2 separate regions of the Danio rerio genome follow, and region 2 is linked to region 1. A link is a contact called in public Micro-C data. All regions are on one chromosome and are shown on one strand. Each heading gives the region's core, a stretch centred on a gene start, on an enhancer-like site or on the middle of the called end of the contact. The rest is flanking DNA. Distances are from core to core; before and after follow the strand shown. Region 1 overlaps LOC141375393 (a long non-coding RNA gene). Region 2 holds the start of rxfp3.3a1 (relaxin family peptide receptor 3.3a1).

The links. A called contact is a pair of places that touch in the nucleus more often than the background predicts.
Region 2: a Micro-C map of caudal fin shows a contact between it and region 1, with 11 times the contacts expected there. The contact joins the promoter of rxfp3.3a1 here to the enhancer-like site in region 1. A contact is called at or near these places in 5 of 18 Hi-C or Micro-C datasets (caudal fin, embryo, hematopoietic stem cells and 1 more) and 1 of 4 datasets of contacts at active chromatin or transcription factors (embryo).

What each region holds. Positions count from the first base shown.
Region 1 is chr7:33,540,699-33,545,029 of GRCz12tu, forward strand. The region is part of intron 2 of LOC141375393 (a long non-coding RNA gene); the gene reads right to left. Among named protein-coding and RNA genes, the nearest start is that of paqr5b, 28 kb to the left of the region's middle. Within about 2 kb of position 1,638, at least 15 of the 62 cell types and tissues checked have an H3K27ac peak or open chromatin away from gene starts, as enhancers often do.
Region 2 is chr7:33,943,681-33,947,982 of GRCz12tu, forward strand. It overlaps rxfp3.3a1 (relaxin family peptide receptor 3.3a1), which reads right to left and starts at 2,567. Exons shown (of 1, transcript XM_005168953.6): 1 at 1-2,567. The coding sequence starts at 2,443. The coding sequence ends at 1,424. It overlaps pias1a (protein inhibitor of activated STAT, 1a), which reads right to left. Exons shown (of 15, transcript XR_012383356.1): 15 at 3,771-4,302.

The DNA of each region.
Region 1 (4,331 bases), core at 388-2,887:
GGATCCAGGACCAATCTGATTTCTGAGGTTTGTAATTCAAAATGGTATCAGCAGGGGGCAGCACAGGACAATGTTTGTTCTCCTGTTTTAAACAGTCACCAACTAAACATAAAATTGTTGCATTTATGTACAGTTGAAGTCAGAATTTTTAAGCCCCCCGAATTATTAGCGCCCCTGTTTATTTTATCCCCAATTTCTGTTTAATGGAGAGAAGATTTTTTTCAACACATTTCTATAATATTTTTAATAACTCATTTCTAATAACTGATTTATTTTATCTTTGCCATGCTGTCTGTAAATAATATTTGACTAGATATTTTCAAGACACTTCTATACAGCTTAAAGTGACATTTAAAGGCTTAACTAGGTTAATTAGGTAAACTAGGCAGGTTAGGGTAATTAGGCAAGTTATTGTATAACAACGCTTTGTTCTGTAGACTATCAAAACAAAATATTACTTTAAAAGGCTATTAATTTTGACCTTAAAAAATTAAAAACGGCTTTTATTCTAGTCAAAATAAAATAAACAAGACTTTCTCCAAAGAAAAAAAACATTATCAGACATACTGTGAAAATGTCCTTGCTCTGTAAAACATCATTTGTGAAATATTTCAAATAATAATAATAAAAATCAATGGGGGGCTAATAATTCTGACTTTAAATGTAGTTATTTTATTGTTAATGAATAAAATATAATATTATGAAACAAATTCTAGTATTATAATATATTTTTTTTAATGTTATTAAACTTTCAAAAGCAAAATTGTCCAGACATTTAAATTCTGAAGAATGTCAACAAAATGTTTTTGTTTTAGCTTAAGAGCAGTTAAGAAATCAATATTTAGTAGAAAAAATTATTTCAATCTAATCAACAAATGAAAAGACTTCTTGTTTTGACTAATTGTCATTTTCATGTATCATGTGACATTAAAGTTGGTAATGATGTTGAAATTCAGCTTACAATTTTAGTACCCACAAGACATTCACACAAAAAACTTTCAAAAATTAAATAATATTCAGTGTTGGACAAAAAATAAGATTATAATATATTATTTGATGTTTGTTTTATTTCCCCAACACAGTATTTCACAATATTTCTGTTTTTACTGTACTTCACATAAATATACACAGTAAAAACTCTGTTAATTAACCGTTTTTGTGTTTTCTGTTTGTTTGTGGTTGCTCCATCGACTTTTGATTTGGAAATGTATCTCTACAGTTCCATAATGGTCCCATAATGCATAAAACATGAATCACAAAAAAAGAAAAACTGCTATTTTACGGACAGTCTTTTTAGCCTTGAGAAGCAAAAGAGACTACTTTCAAAACATTAAAAAAAGATAATGTTTTCAAAGTTTTTATTGCCAGCCTGCATATTATATATTATGTAATATACATAGACAGACAGATTGATATTTCCCTTTCCCATACTAATAGGTGGCAAATATCCCAATTCATCTTCAAAGTCCATATTCATGACATGCAGGAAGCGACATCCTGTCATGTTTGATCAGGGAACAGGGAAACAGCTGTCAGTTCCTCCTCAGCTCCACAGTCTCACTGTTCCAAGACCTCCTTGTAATAATATTGACCTTCCCTGTACTGTTTACTCAGGCTGCCTTTAAACACAGCAGCAGCAAATATCACACCGGGCCGCCGCGCCATTTCACTCTCACGCTTGCTAATTACTGCCTAAATACCCTCTTATCTCCCTGCGCTGCCTGTTTGTGTTAGTGCACGACACACACATTTGGCCACTTCAACATCCACTGAAGCATTGTGATAAATATGACTGATTGGCTCTTCTGTGTCTGCCAGCTGGGTGTTTCATTTCTCGTGTTTTTGAGGGGTTTAGCAAGTGAATTGGGAGACGACCGACAAATGATGTGCTAGATGAAATTTCAAAAACAACAACTGTAATGAAGCTGCTAATAACAGGCCTATGCCTCATCTATTACCCCTAAGGTAAAAACAGCAACATATATTTCAAAATACACAAATAACAGCCCCAAAAAATGTTTGCTAAACATAAATTTTAAGAAAATATATTTACATAAATACAGTTTTTACAGCCACATTTCTTGGACATTTTTGAATATTTATGAAAAAAAGTTCTAAATATATTTAAAAGCACTGTATTTGCCTAAAAATACATTAACATAACATGGGAAGGAAGTTTTAATTTGATGAATAAAATATGTGAAGCAAGGAACATATTTATTTATTTATTAAAATCTCTTCTTGAATTCTAATGGACAAAACTAAAAAATTTTGAAATGAATTTTCATTAGAATTTTGTTCGGAAAAAACGTCCATAAATATACATAACAGTTCAATACAAATGAACCGTCCACATTCGCTAAGAGTTTTTTTTTTTTCTCGTAGAGCGAACTAGGTAAATGTGAGATGAAAATTCAAATTAAAAGTCTTTCTGCAGCTGTGCAGAAAAAAGACAATTTACAAATGAATAATTTTGTTGTTGTTGTTGTTAATAATATAAAGAATAATGTTATTATTGGTGTTATTATTATTTTTGTTGTTGTTGTTAGGATTAGAAATACTGAAACCTTTATTTTTTCAAGTGTGGATGTCTGAGATTAACTCAAAGTAACACGTTGGCAGAAGATATTTTGGGTTGCAAAATTTTGCTAACAAAACTAAGCTTTTTAACTTAATGAAGAAAATTTTGATTTAGGTTATGTAAATATGTTAAATGTAGTTATACAGACATTTTTGTCTGTATAAGATTTTTTGCCAAACTAAGAAGATTTTTGCCAAACTAACAAAAAAAAAAAAAGTAATTTCAACTTTTTTTCAAGCTGTATTTTTTACAGGGTAATTTTAAGCCTTACACTATTTTTAGGAATTATTTGAAAAACATTTTAGCCAGAAATGGGTTATTAAATGCTAACAACGAGTATGTTTTATTTATTTTATTTGTTTGTTTAATTAAAAGGGACAATACACCAAACACTGTTATACAAAGACAATTAATGTTAGTACATAGGGCATATAGCATAAAGCTAATTTGCAGCCCTCGTCTCTGGTTAGGCTTTACATAATAAAAATAAAAAAATCAACAAATAAAAAACATTCTAATAATACAATAGACATGTACTGTGCATTGTAACATAAGGTGGACACTGACAAAGGAAGTGCATATCCAAATGCAGGTTTATTAAACAGAGATGGTCTGGCAAGCAACGGTCAACACAGGGGCAAACAGATGTATACATGCATTCCAGGGTCGTGGTCATGCAACAGGCAGATGATCAAAAGGCTGGAGGCAGACAACACAAATAAACAAACAAAACAAAGCTAGGGTCAAACACAGCCAGGCAAGGCAAGGCAAGACAAGGCATATGCGTCATAATGTTTAAGCGTAATCAGTTCAACAAGACTCAGCAATAATGTGTGTGTGTGTGTGTGTGCTGTCTTTATAGCCCGTTTGATTCATTCTGAATAGCTTCAGCTGTGTGTTTGCAATCAAAAGTAAACCAGAACAGGTGTCAGAGTACAGGTAGTTCTCCAGCGTTCAGTGTGTTTATCAGCAATCTGCAGCTACTAGATCGCTGGTGATCATAACACATTTACAGAGCCACAAATGTAAGTCAATCTACATACTAAACCAAAATGTAGACCTGACCAATCTGAAATGAATCATACTGATTTCAGCCATTGTTTCAGCTTTTCAGAAAGAACTGGGTGTTCTGATTGTAACTTTAAATCAACAGGATTGGCATTTGATCAATTAATTGGAGTTTAAGTGACCCTGTTTCTTGTTAGCGATCAGGTCATTAGCATTCCAGCAGACTGTACGTTGGATTGTGTCCATAATAGATTGGGTTTGGTGGTGTTTGTTTAGCCCTTAGCTCACTATACTCATCTCAAAGCCTTCGACTCAGCAGTGATAGAAAATATATCCCGGTCTCTTCCCTTTCCTCATTCTGTTTCTCCTAATTACACAGCATGTGTTTGTACAGCCGGCATGATGTTTTCCAAGTACACAAGCAGGTTTTGAAGCTTTTGTTGGCCTGACTTGTTTCCTGTCTCCTCATTCAGGGCCTGCTTTCACCTGTTAAATAGAACACGTCCCATGAGTGATGGGTGCAATGATTCACTCTCAGGCACTGTCAGAAAGACGGTCACAGCTGCGGACACCAGACACCAGAAACAGAGCGGCTCTGTGTGTGTGTCTGTGTGACATTGGTTACAAAAATGACTGCAGTGTTGATGATTCACTGACAAACAGTAATCATCAACCTTTTCAATCCCTTTGTCCACAACAAAATTCAAACCATTCATAATATTTCTTGCTTATTTTGTGATTT
Region 2 (4,302 bases), core at 1,317-3,816, 400 kb after region 1:
TGTATAAGCATAAACAGTTGAAGTCAGAATTATTAGCCGCCCTGTTTATTTATTTTATTTTTTTTTACAAATTTCTGTTTAGATTTTTTCGGCATATTTCTAAGTATAATAGTTTTAATAACTTATTTTTAATAACTGATTTATTTTTTCTTTGCCATGATGACAGTTAATAATATTTTACTAGATATTTTTCCAGACACTTATATACAGCTTAAAGTGACATTTAAAGGCTTAACTTGGTTAATTAGGTTAACTAGGCAGGTTAGGGTAATTAGGCAAGTAATTGTATAACGATGGTTTATTCAGTAGATTATCGATAAAAAATATAGCTTAAAGGGGCCGATCATTTTGACCTTAAAACAGTTGTTAAAAAATGTAAAACTTCTTTTATTCTAGCCGAAATAAAACAAATAAGATTTTCCCCAGAAGAAAAAAAAATATTATCAGACATACTGTGAAATTTCCTTGCTTCGTTAAACATGATTTGGAAAATATTTAAAAAAGAAAAAAAAATCAAAAGGGGGCTAATAATTCTGACTTCAACTGTATATTATAAAACTAAACAAAGTTTTCTCAGACTTGTCATAATTAGCCTTGCCACCAAACAGCATATTAGCTTTTCTACTGAATTTAGTCTGCAAGATAATGAACCTGCTGATATCAAACTTTATCGCCAAAAAATTCATCTTGCCTTCATCTGACATTTATGAACACCATGGCCTTGAAAATGATGTATACTGTTTTCAATACAAGTGTCAGATTTTCAAAAATCCATGTATTTCCCAGCAGCAGACGCCAAAATATTCACAATGAAATTTGACTGACGGAAGAAGTTCATTTAATTATATTTTTTAAGAAGGTATGTACCCTACTTGCTGTTCAAATCCATCCTACAAAAACACAGTTTCTGGCTTCTTAAACAGTATCTGTGTGTTTATTAAAATCAGGTTTTAATTTAATTTAACACCCCCAAACATCAAGATACACACAATTGTCCCAGAAATTGGGATCAAGTGTACAATACTGTATTAGGTTTACAACTTTCCCGCAAGAGGAATGATAAGCATATCAGTTTTGTTCACAGAAAATAAAAAATGTAATGCCGCTGAATTTAATTTAGCTGCACTTTTCACGCAAAAGATACTATTTTATATTAGCAATTTTTCTGTTTGAATGTTTTACAAAAACTGTTCCACAAGAACTGTACACTGTACCAAAACAATCACACATACAACTGATATACACCAAGTGTATATTGTTAAAGTGCAGTTCACCATGAACCCATGATTTCCACAAATATGTAAACACATCTTCAGGGCTCAAATGAAGAAATAAAGCTTGAGGAGAAGTAAATAACATTCTGAGTAAAATAACCCATTGAACAGGAAAGAACACGGGTTCCACAGGACGAGAAACACGTTTCTCAGACTCGAATAAAAAGGTTCTTAATTTTTTTCCTGAACTCTTTGCGCATCAGACAGTAGATAAGTGGGTTCAAACAGCTGTTTGCGTGCGCAAGGCACACGGTCACCGGGAACACGTAGGTATGAACGATATAGTACGACTTATCCCAGTACACCGCGTTGAATTTCACCAGCACGCCCCAAAATGTGATGGCATGATTGGGCATCCAGCAGAGGAAGAAGGACAGGACCACTATGGTGACGGATTTGGTGACTTGCGTGCGCCGTTTCGAGCTGTTCTTCATGCTCCGCTGCCGGATGAGCCTCAGCAGCAGCAGGTAACTGACAGACACGATCGCCATGGGCAAAACAAACGCGATGAGGATTTTCTGGACATGATAGATCGCCAGCCAGTACTGTCCGTCAGGAAAGCGCAGTAAACAAAGTTTTTCACCGGCCACGTTAGTGACTGTGGAGAAAATGGATGTTGGCGCGGTGGCCACGGTGGCCAGAGCCCAGAGGATCACACTGACCCACCGTATCGAGCAGCCGGTCTGCCTGCTGCGGTCCTTCAGAGCCGAAGCCACTGACCAGTAGCGCGTAATACTCATCGCCGTCAGGAAGAAGACGCTCGCGTACATGTTCATCACGGTCACCGACAGGATTATCTTGCACATGGCGTCTCCAAACGGCCAGCTGAAGTCCAGCGCCGTGTCCACTGCCCAGAAAGGCAAAGTCAACACAAACTGGAAATCCGTCACCGCCAAGTTGAGGATGAAGAAGTTTATCTTGGATATGCGTCTTTCTTGCCTGACGCGAATGAAGAAGAACACCAACAGATTTCCAACCAGACCCACGACGCACACCACAGAGTAGGTGATGGAGATCAAGCACCTCAACACCGGACTCCCGTCGGCGGACACGTCGATGTCCTCCAGACTTTTGAAGCGCTCGCGGTCACTGATTGATCTGTTTATTACACCGCTCTGATTACTGTCTCCCATCATATCCAGCGACTTCACAACTTCGGTGTTTCCCATGTCTTTACGCGCACTTAAATATTCATTCTACCAAACTGTTGTTGATTCAATTAATTTGTGCGTGTAGTTTTTGGCCGTACTCACCCTTTATGGCCACAGTCAAGTACATGGTGTTGATAGTATTGAGCAGAATGCGGCGCGCTCTACAATTTATGTCGGGCGCTTTTCAAATGTCTCCGCCCACCGAGATCAGCGATTCGTCACTGAATAAACGCAGGCTGATACAAACACCTTTCAATTTTTTTATGCACGTCGTAACAATATAAAAAACATTCTCTTATGAAAATTAACCATGTTTTTTTTTTTGCATTATTCTTGATTAATTTGTGGAAACAGAAACTGCAGTTAATATAATAAAGAACAACAACAAAACATGCTTATTAGATACACTTTTGCTATAATAAATCCATGTATCATTTTCGGAAGGGAGACATAAATGGAAACATGTACAATAACTAATATTAAGGTAAACAAGACTAATGTAATTTTTTTATTTATTATTAGCTCATAGTTCCTATCCTGCATGCCATTCTTAAATCATGGTTTACATTTTTTTGCACATGTTTGTGAATCTACAGGCTTTAAATAACTTATTAATCATGATTAAATAGAAATATCAATAAAAAAGTCATTATTGCAGGTATTTTGCTTAAATAAGGCTATATACTTTAAACATGTTACATTGCAGTAAAGCAGGTGGATCTCTGGGTAAGTATTCACTGCCATCTGCTGTTCACATGTAAATATGCAGCCTAAGTACCAACATTAATACAGCTTGATGCTCAGGGATAAAGCCTTGAGCATCACTACACAAAAGAACGGCAGGATAGAAATCCCTGCGCTTTACAGTAGGATTTATTTTAAAGGCATTAGAAATCTGAATACATTCAGAGCCACCCCTATCTACTCTACATTTGAGAGGTTATGAGAGTTGGATGGTTGTATGTGGCTTCTATCATTCATAAAAGGCAATCTAGAAGATAGAAAAGAGCTTTTAAATGCATATATACAATAAAGAGGTGTTAGAAATAATCTAAACTCTCCCTGTGAGAGTTGAAAATGGGTTAGCGTTTGTTGCCCCAGATACAGTTGCTGCTGAAATATGAACAGGCACCAGGTTAGTTCTCAATTTAGAATCTTCACCTTTTCCACAGATTGATTCAGGCTCGTCTGACCTTTATCGCAGAGCAGAACGCCATTCAGCTCAAACGCCTCGTGTCTGACTGTCTTACAGCACTTACTTCCCAGTCAGCAAGTTAAAGTAGCCGAGCTTTTCATAAAGGAGAGAAATGTTTAATATCTCAAACATCAAGAGCCAAAAAGGTTAACTCAATGCATTTTATTACATCTAAATGTCTCTACATAAACATGTAACATTCAATAAGTAAACAATTTCTTTCAATGCATGTAATAAATATTTTTTTTCACTTAGTACTTTATACAAACTGACATTGGTCTACTGTACAATATGTCTTCCACATCTTAAAAATCTTTTTTTTTCCTTTTCTTAAAACATGCCACAGACACAGAGTGGATGAAGTTTAAGGCAGTGAGCATAGATGTCAGCTTACTGAAATGGAAAACAAAATAAAAGCTGGACTTTGACACCGAGTCCACTCATAGCACAGTTCTGCATCTAAAAATATATAAATTAGTTTGTTGTGAAGTTGCGACTTTAACACATGAATGCACATCACTGGAACAACCAAGTTTGCACAATGTGGTCAGGAACAAAACCATGCACACGCTCTTTCACACATACACACACACACACAGCATATCCCTTTATCAGTCATGTCTGAAATGAGCAAATGAACGAAAACCTGTTTCCTGTTTGTCATTGAACCTTACTTAAATAA